Linked DNA regions of Sus scrofa: regions 1 and 2 are each linked to region 3. The links are chromatin contacts, called in public HiChIP or PLAC-seq maps. All regions are on one chromosome and are shown on one strand. The core of a region is the stretch at or near the end of the contact, and the rest is flanking DNA. Distances in the headings are between cores, read along the strand shown. Region 1 overlaps MED12L (mediator of RNA polymerase II transcription subunit 12-like protein). Region 2 overlaps MED12L (mediator of RNA polymerase II transcription subunit 12-like protein). Region 3 has its middle 7.3 kb from the start of SUCNR1.

The links. HiChIP or PLAC-seq counts read pairs in DNA pulled down with a chosen protein or histone mark.
Region 1: an H3K27ac HiChIP or PLAC-seq map of alveolar macrophages shows a contact between it and region 3. The contact joins two enhancer-like sites. A contact is called at or near these places in 2 of 47 Hi-C or Micro-C datasets (embryonic fibroblasts and mesenteric adipose tissue) and 1 of 2 datasets of contacts at active chromatin or transcription factors (alveolar macrophages).
Region 2: an H3K27ac HiChIP or PLAC-seq map of alveolar macrophages shows a contact between it and region 3. The contact joins two enhancer-like sites. A contact is called at or near these places in 1 of 5 promoter capture datasets (liver), 1 of 47 Hi-C or Micro-C datasets (embryonic fibroblasts) and 1 of 2 datasets of contacts at active chromatin or transcription factors (alveolar macrophages).

The regions. Positions count from the first base shown.
Region 1 is chr13:91,462,763-91,465,756 of Sscrofa11.1, reverse strand. The region is part of intron 16 of MED12L (mediator of RNA polymerase II transcription subunit 12-like protein); the gene reads right to left. Among named protein-coding and RNA genes, the nearest start is that of P2RY14, 10 kb to the right of the region's middle. Within about 2 kb of position 1,331, at least 26 of the 83 cell types and tissues checked have an H3K27ac peak or open chromatin away from gene starts, as enhancers often do. A contact at or near this core is called in alveolar macrophages, where this site is marked.
Region 2 is chr13:91,546,827-91,549,701 of Sscrofa11.1, reverse strand. The region is part of intron 21 of MED12L (mediator of RNA polymerase II transcription subunit 12-like protein); the gene reads right to left. It also overlaps a transcript of P2RY12 not described here. Among named protein-coding and RNA genes, the nearest start is that of P2RY12, 23 kb to the right of the region's middle. Within about 2 kb of position 1,496, at least 23 of the 83 cell types and tissues checked have an H3K27ac peak or open chromatin away from gene starts, as enhancers often do. A contact at or near this core is called in alveolar macrophages, where this site is marked.
Region 3 is chr13:92,107,967-92,111,003 of Sscrofa11.1, reverse strand. No RefSeq gene overlaps it. Among named protein-coding and RNA genes, the nearest start is that of SUCNR1, 7.3 kb to the left of the region's middle. Within about 2 kb of position 1,268, at least 2 of the 83 cell types and tissues checked have an H3K27ac peak or open chromatin away from gene starts, as enhancers often do. A contact at or near this core is called in alveolar macrophages, where this site is marked.

The DNA of each region.
Region 1 (2,994 bases), core at 82-2,581, 650 kb after region 3:
TAAACAAAAATCTCTTAACAGATGTTTCCTGGAGTGTGGATAGTGGTTTCCAGGCTAGTGCTTGTTGCCGGTGGTTTTGTTTCTTGCCAAAAGACCCCCAGTGGAGTCTTTTTTATTTGCCTTGGCTTCCTAAAGGAATATATAATCTAAATTCTAATTTAAATTCTCTCTCTTCTCCACAGCAAAACCATCACGAATCTTTTGTCACACTATTAATGACTAAGTACAAAATTTATGACTGGTCAGATATCAATGGGATTTTAGAGAGGGAGGCTGCATTCACTCTTCCCACACACAGGCCTCTCTGGAGACAACAAAACAAACAGGCTAACTGACATTCCTGGTGTCAAAGAACTACAGCTCAGGTAGGATAATTGCCCCTACAGGCAATCTACCAGGCTCCCTAAGGAGGAGTAGAATCTGGGATCCGAATAGGCGTGATCACATGTCCTCATTCAACCCACGCCAGGAGAATCTGACAAGGCAACATGCACAGCTGCTCCCTAAACAGCCCATTCAAAGACTAAGCACCAAAACTTGGCCTCATTGATTCTTCATTCTGATTATACCCACTGGTCATGCAAAACAGCCTAAGAAACACCGCTGTGCTCCAAATATTAACTAAAGAGATATGCAGCTCTCCATAGCACTAATTGCCTATAACCACATGAAAAAAGTCTCAATCGAGTCACCAAGGAAATTAAATTGCCAAAAATAACCACACCACCCTCCCACAAACCAGAAGTACACACAAAGTGTGCTTGGCTGATAGCAGCTTGCTGGAAAGAGAAGAAGACCTTGTCTGAATCTACAAATTTAAGGTGTGGTTTATTCCCTGGTTTAAAAAAAAAAAAAAAAAGACTGAAAAAGAAAAAGAAACTGCATGAGATCACCCACGGCATTTCCTGTGACTGCAGTTAACCTCAGATAAGTTCCCTGAAGTCTCATACCACAGAACCTTCCCCTGGACTTGCTAGAGCCTGTTCTGCCCACACATCGCACAGCCCCAAGTGACAGCTGTTTATCAAAACAACTCTGGGAAAGTTTATCTAATTGGTAAAGGAAACGTTCACATATTGAGGCTTGGGGAAATCATTCTTGCTTATACATTCTGGCTTGACTTGAATTTTATGCTAACTCGAATGGCCTGTTTCTGGCCTATCGATCATACATTGCACATCTGCTTTAATTATTAAAGAAAAGGGCACACTGACCCGAAGTAAAGAAAGCCCATGTTAAAAATAAAGATTAAATGCCATCTTTCCTGGGATATCCATGCTGGTACTGCTTTGATGAAAAGAATCCCAGGTGCCAAGATTATACTGACTCACTGTGTATGTGCTAAGCTGTGTGTGTGTGTGTGTGTGTGTGTGCGTGTGTGTGTGTGTGTGTGTGGTGTGTGTGTGTGTGTGTGTGTGTGTGTTTCTTCCTTTTGAAAGTCAAGGAATGGATCCCTGAGTTGTTTCATGTTCTTTGTTCTGACAAGATACAAAACTGTGCTGAAAACCATGTCTCTAGAGCAGTTCCTCAGAGTTATGTGAGAGGCTGTCTCCCAGGCTACAGTCCTCAGTTTCACTCAAATCTCTTTCCTATTCCTATTACAGACTGCTTATTGATGATTTTCATCAACATAGTAAAAAGGAAGTATTCATTCTCTACATTAAGTCTCATTCCAGCTCAAAACTTCTCAAGGCTCATTTCCCTAACTTGTTCTAATGATTTACTAAAAAGCTGAGCCATCAGTGCTAAGCAAAGAAACCATCTTATAAAGCAGTGTGCTATTCTCCAAGGGATCTTGCTTAGAATGAATCATTATGCAGGTCAGGGGTCCGGAAACCTACAAAAGGAGCTTAAACGTGTGCAGATACAGATGTTTAAACAAATTTGATGGCACCGGGATAATGATATGTTAAAAATTATAATCTTTGTTTTCAGATTAATTCCATCATCTCACTTAGCTTTAGCTACAGGACCAGAGCATACAGTTAGAGGACAGTCCCTGCCTCTTCCCTATTTAAGTAATACAGTTTCATTCAACAAACACTTCTGAGGGCCTGCTATAGGAGTGGGACACTGGGGATACCAAAACAAGCAACCAAGATAGCTACTGCCCATTCCAGCTGGGACTGATATAAAAACACATGCCACGTGGGAAGAATCTGGACAAGGCCAAGATATGAGGATGAGGACAGCTGAGGTGAGTCCTAAGAACAGATGAGAGCAGGATGAGATAACGAGAAAGGATACATTTTGGAGACTTGGAGGGATAAAAGGAAATGCCTTCTGATTCATAAGCATCCTTCCAAAACATATACAAAGAGGAGAAAAAAATGCACTGAGACTTTATTTTTACAACTGTTAAAGTTCTCAATTTTGACTCTTTGCTGATATCAACTAAAATTCATTCCTTCTGATTCTTAAGGATAAATCCACCCTAATACTAGCAACACAGAAGACCTCTTTGAGCAGTTCAACTAATTGAGATTAGCTATTCAACTTAAGACAGAATATTAGAGTCTATCCCAAAGTGAGGTTTTCTTAGCCGGCTACAAAATATGTAAATATCGTACATACAATTCTTTTTATAAACGGTTACTTCTGCCAACCTTCCAGAAGGTGGAGATATTGTACCAAACATGTTTCTTCAATTATAATTGTCCAATAAAGGTACACATACAACTGCTAATGAATTCCTGCGCCTGTCACTCATTTTAAGAGATTAAAAAAAATAAAAATAAAGCACTTTTTTACAATACAGTGACTAATTACGTTGTAATGCCATAATTCCTGCCACCCTCCTCAACTACTCTAAATCAATGCACAGAATTTGGCAGTATTTAATGCTTTACATAGAGAAACACAAAAAGGCATGTCTGCATCTGCATTCCATGTTTTAATACCAGGTTATACTTTTTAAAGCACATCTTCAATTATTTTACCACAAAGCTCAAAAACGTCATGGCATAGTGAATTATGAACACCTCAGCATGACTA
Region 2 (2,875 bases), core at 247-2,746, 560 kb after region 3:
ACAAAACTAAAATAACTAGAAAGTTATTCCATTCCAGGACAGATTAAATGGCGGTGATTATAATGTATTCCTAGAGAAGGTTCATATTATGGGGTTTTGATTCCAACTTCTTAATAATCAGCACTGGATACAGTGCCTGGAATGTTCTAGTTGCTCAATACATAGTTACTGAATGGGTGGAAGAACAAAACAAGAATAAGACATTTTGGTATTAATCTTAATTATTTTCTAAATCTTTTCTACCTCTTACATGCTTTAAAAATAATTTACTAAGGTTTCCAACCACTGTCTCTGAACAGTGGTTGGAGATTGTTATTACTTAAGCATAATAAAAAAGGACTAGATTGTGCATCAGGAATAACTGGGTGTTTATTCCTAACCATACATCCTGTTAATATGTTCCTCTAGTTATGATGTATCTGGAGAGGTCCATGTGTCAAGGCTTCTCTGGTACGTGAAAGAGGAGCTTACTCCCTGTCCTCAAGGAGCTTAAATCCTAGTAGGGCTTACAGGTAATACACAAATAAGTGTAAAGAAACTATTATGTTGTTCCTACAATTTTATCACACTGGGTTTCTCAGCAATACGTAGAGAATTTGAAGACCCTGGTCTCCCAAATGAAGATAGTTCATGTTTCAGTGCATTCGATCTGAATAAGATACAGTATACTGGAAGTACACAAGAGGAAATAGAAAGCATCTAATCCTGGTCTGCATCTGAGGCTGAAAGAGGATCGGATCTCAAAAGCTCAGATTCCATGTACACTTGGCTATTCCTGCCCACTTGCTGTGGATGACAAATCTATGAGCAACATTTCACCTTCTCTATTCAAGGGCTCTTTTCAGCAACAGAAAAGTCTTTTTCTTTTAGATTAAGTTTTGGTAGCAAACTTACTTGTGATCAAAGGGACACATGTCCTACTCTTACGTGTAGCTACATAAACAGTAGCCAGAGAACACTTCTTCAAAAATGGAAAGGCATATAGGCTCTTTATTCTAAACTGTTACCACTGACAACTGCTTTAAGAAAACAGACACTGTTCAGTTCAATGTTTACCAAAATGTGGCTTCAGACTTCCTCTTTCAGAATCACCTCCAGGGTGTTAAAAATTAAAGATTCCTGGGCCTCACTGTAGATGTACTCAATCTGTAGGTTTAAAAACTGTCCCAGGTAAAACTAATTGCCAAATATGCTTAGGAAGCACTGGGCCGAGAGAGAGGATTAAGGCCACCCATTAAAGGGTAGCAAGTACAATCTCCTATACTCTTTCTGCACAGATATCTTTTCTAAAAAGACATTGGTTGCTGAAGGATACAAGTTTGCAATCTGGAGTCATGATCTATTCAAAATGATAGATATTATACAGTCTTCAGTGCTTTTAAAGTATCCCCTCTTTCTCTGTCTTAACCTTCCCTAAGCTTTCTACTCAATGTTTCATATACTCTCACTTAGCAGTAGTTCTTAATGTGTTTCATTTTTCAACTAAAACTGAAACCAAAACAAATTTTACTCTTTGCTGGTTCCTTTCCTAATATCATGACACTGGTTTCTTCTACCTTCTGATACTATTGAGTGTTTAAGGAAACAGACTTCTGCAAATAATGCAGCTTTTTATTCAACTTTTCACCAAATTCTAGCAATCTATCCATGTCTGTCTTTAAAAATCAAAAGGAGTCTGCTTTTCTTCCTTAATTTTGGCAAGATGCAGCCTCACTTTTCTATTAGTATAGAGACTTCTCTCCACTTTATGCCCTCCTGCCTCCTCTCATTTTTTGAACTCTGTGATTCATGGTGAAGTCTCCACACCCTTCATTAGAGGCTCTTTCACTTATGACAGTCTTTCCAGGTGAGCTCTATGTTTTAATAAAATATTAACTGTCATCAAGGTCACTCTCAAATTCTTAGCACTCTCAGATGCAGACATATACGGAGTTAAGAAAAAAAAAAATCAGACATTTTCCTTCTAAAACTGCATGCATCTCCTCAGAAAAGAAAATCATGGACTTGGAGAAGAGACTTGTGGCTGCCTGATGGGAGGGGGAGGGAGTGGGAGGGATCGGGAGCTTGGGCTTATCAGACACAACCTAGAATAGATTTACAAGGAGATCCTGCTGAATAGCATTGAGAACTATGTCTAGATACTCATGTTGCAACAGAAGAAAGGGTGGGGGAAAAACTGTAATTGCAATGTATACATGTAAGGATAACCTGACCCCCTTGCTGTACAGTGGGAAAATAAAAAACATTTAAGGGATAAGAAAAGTTCTCTTGTGCCAATTGGAATAATAAAATGATTCTGAAAACCAAAAATAAAAAAAAAATAAAAAAAAAATAAAACTGCATGCATGAGAAAAACCTGGTAGAGTAATGAAAGCAACACACCTCTTGAGGCTAAAATTGATTTATGCTCAAATCTAGGCTTCATCATTTATTAATGTGTGATGAGGAACAATGATTGATTGAAAAAATCATTTATATTTCCTGTGGTTGTTGAGAGGATTAAAGATCTTGATGGAAATATCCCAGCATAATACTTGGCACAGAGCCACAGCTCAATCAGAAGTAGATGTGATTAGTGCTATCTCTCCCAAATAATATTCTTACACAACTTTATAGATGGTGTTTCAGATCCAATCACCAATTCTGGTTTATTAGTATACTAACAGAATCTCTTTGCGTATCTAGCTTTGGTTTAACCATTTTTTTTTAATCCCAAAATATAAATAATGCTTGACTAGAAGGTTTCCCAAGAGAACTATAATTCCCTCCTATATCCTTAATCCAGGAAAATCTAGACAGGTCACTCCCTGTGATGCACCACAGTACTGATGTACTGATGCTAAGTGACCCCTCGGTTCATTGTTGGTCTCCTAAG
Region 3 (3,037 bases), core at 19-2,518:
TCCTGTCTGGATGCACAAGATGGGAAGGTGGGCCTGTGTGATTATGACTGTGGACATCAAGAGGAGTCACTGTTAAGAATTCAGGAGTCTGAACTCTGCTTTCTTCTCTTCCTTATAGCATCCCAGCTCAGCACCCCCAATCTTTCTTCATGGTTTCACATTTGAGACAGAAGGAAATCATAATCTTTAACCACATTCAGCTCAATAAATAAGAAGACAGCCTACTTCTCACTCCTGGCTACAATCAATTCATTTTTAAATTCCCTAATATCAAAAGACTTAAAACCGCTGGTCTAGGCCTTAAGGGAAAGAAAGCTATAGGAAATAAATGTTGGATTTTGATTTATTTTATTCCTGGTTTTCTTCAGGCATTTATCAGTTAAATATAGAATAACAAAATGTCTTTACAATGAGAAAACATGATTCATGATTAGGATCATTAAGTTTGAACTGACAATGATTCTGTTTCAATGTCTTATTGTCTTTAAGGAGCTAAATAATAAATGACTTGAAATTATGTATCTTGTTTGAATCATGATATTTAAGCCTATTATTTATATCATCACATAAATAATTGCTATATAATCCTCAGAGGGAAAATTATGTACATCTAGGTTTGCACCTGTCTTAATTTAGTTTAAAGTTACATATTGCTTTAGATGCAATCATAACAGCAAGTATAATAGTCTCTTGATAGTGTTCACTATATTGACATATCAAATTTCTGCTAGTTTAGTGTATCTCATTTCAAACTGTACAAGTATCATAAAGGGAAAAAACAAAATATAAAATGAGTTGTTTTAACTTTGGCAATAAATGGTTATAGAGTGTTCACAAAAGTTATAAATGCCATGGGGTATTCACTAAAATAAATTAGAAAAAGGATGTTACATTGCTTTTCTTACAAAAGTGAACATCTAAGAGAGAAAGAAATGGTCTTTAAATATCTCTCTTTGTCTCTATATATCCAGGAACCTAAACCAGCACAATCTCAGGGAGTCAGAATGATTGGGGCTTCATCTGGGCCAAAAGATATGAGCGTTCTATTTTGAGGAATTGGCACTCTTTATCTTAAAGGGAGAAATTAACTCCATGTTAAATTCTGAAAATGTTCTTAGATGAGAGCAATTCTACAGTCCTATGCCCTCTGTGCAAAAGGAGGTATACACTTGAAATTTTCTAATCCCATTGAATGACGCCTCCTACCCCCAAGATGGCTTAGGCCAGTCTTGTGACAGGTGGTAAAAACATGAATCACATGCTCACTCCACTTCTCAATGGCCTTTTTCCTCTCCAAATATGACCAAAAATGAGGTCATATTTAGTTGTAACACAGAGGAACTTGCATAAATTAAAAAGGTATTTCAAAATAGCTAGTTAACATTTCTCTAAAGCAATGTCTACACATCTGTGCACAGAGGCAGTTGCATAGTTCCCATGTACCAGAGGTCAAGCCTTCAGAGAGGAGCCCCATGGGCATAGAGTTTTTCAAATTCTGGATTATACTAAATAGAACAGACTTAATTACAGTGTTTCTTTTTTGGACCTGTATTTTCCTCTGAGATTTAAAAATCCCTGAGATACAACGTTTATCAGCTAAAAATTGCAACTCTTGCTAAGGCAAGATAAAGGACTATTTTGAAAGGGCAACATTTTATTGGTAATAGCAGAACATGTATTTTCTTAATATTAGCATTCACATAGTAATATCATCCATCAATAGTTGAAATTTTGCATAATTGTTTCAAAGATCTTTTAGTCACTTGCCTTTTTATGTCCTCTACATTTTTTCTTTCACAAAGTTTACTCTCTTGTGTTTCATAGTTGCTATGTCCTCATGTCCTATGAGATCCAGCTTCCTGACATTGTATATCTTAGGTCTTTAAATCCCCACAGCTTCTTTTTTTCTTTCTTTTCTTTTTCTTTTTTTTTTTTTTTTTTTTTTTTTTTTTTTTTTTTGTCTCTTTAGGGTTCTGCAGCATATGGAGGTCCCCAGACAAGCAGTGGAATCAGAGCTGCAGCCACTGGCCTATACCACAGCCACAGCAATGTTAGATCTGAGCCACATCTGCACCCTAGGACCCTGCAACACCAGATCCTTAACCCATTGAGCAAGGCCAGGGCTTGAACCTGTGTCCTCATGGATGCTAGTCAGATTCATTTGTGCTGAGCCACGACAGGAACTCCACCCACAGCTTCTTTCCATGGCCACGAATTCTGGGGCTCCCATTATCCTCCTAAATCTGAGTTCTATGTAAGGCTTGCTTGAATCAGTGACTCAATGGTGTATATTATATTTGGATTGTAAACTGTGATTTAAAAAACAAATTAATTTTTCTATAATAAATTACAGCATATTATATACAACCTTCCAGAAATAGAAAGATGCTACCTTCTGTATATATTTGGAAATAAATTAGTGATGTGTTTAAATTTTCCCTGTTATGATTAAGTGTTATGCAGGTTGTCCTAAGGTAAAGATAGTTAGTAAAACAAAGTCCTTGCCTAAATATATTGAAACCATCAGTAACCACAGAGATTTGGAACCTAGGATATAACTAGACTCAATGGGAAGCTTCATGTCTTCTAGCTTTCCTCAAAGACCAATTGACATGTGGAATACTAAATATGGGATTTAGAAAAATGTAAAATTGTTATGTGATTCTTGATTTTTGAGTATACTGCATTTTATATCCTTTGCTATGTTTCATTTACTAAATTTTATATGACTATGTTAGAAGTGCTTACAGCAGAGAAGCAAAAACGGTTGCTTAGTGATGCATTTTCTTGGTTTCTGAGAGGGGGATTAGATTAAGTGACATATCATTTCATAATACATGAAATAAACATGGCCCTTCATGACAGATCAACTGTGAAATGAGGAGCATACGTAGTTGAGTTCAGAGTACATAATCGTAATATAAACTTTTCTGTAATATCATCACTCTAAGCTTGCTAAAATACAGTATGATTTTTTTATTGACCATGCATAGTAGTTACTATTTTAGAGTCCTTTGGTGATTACAGGAAAAAAACA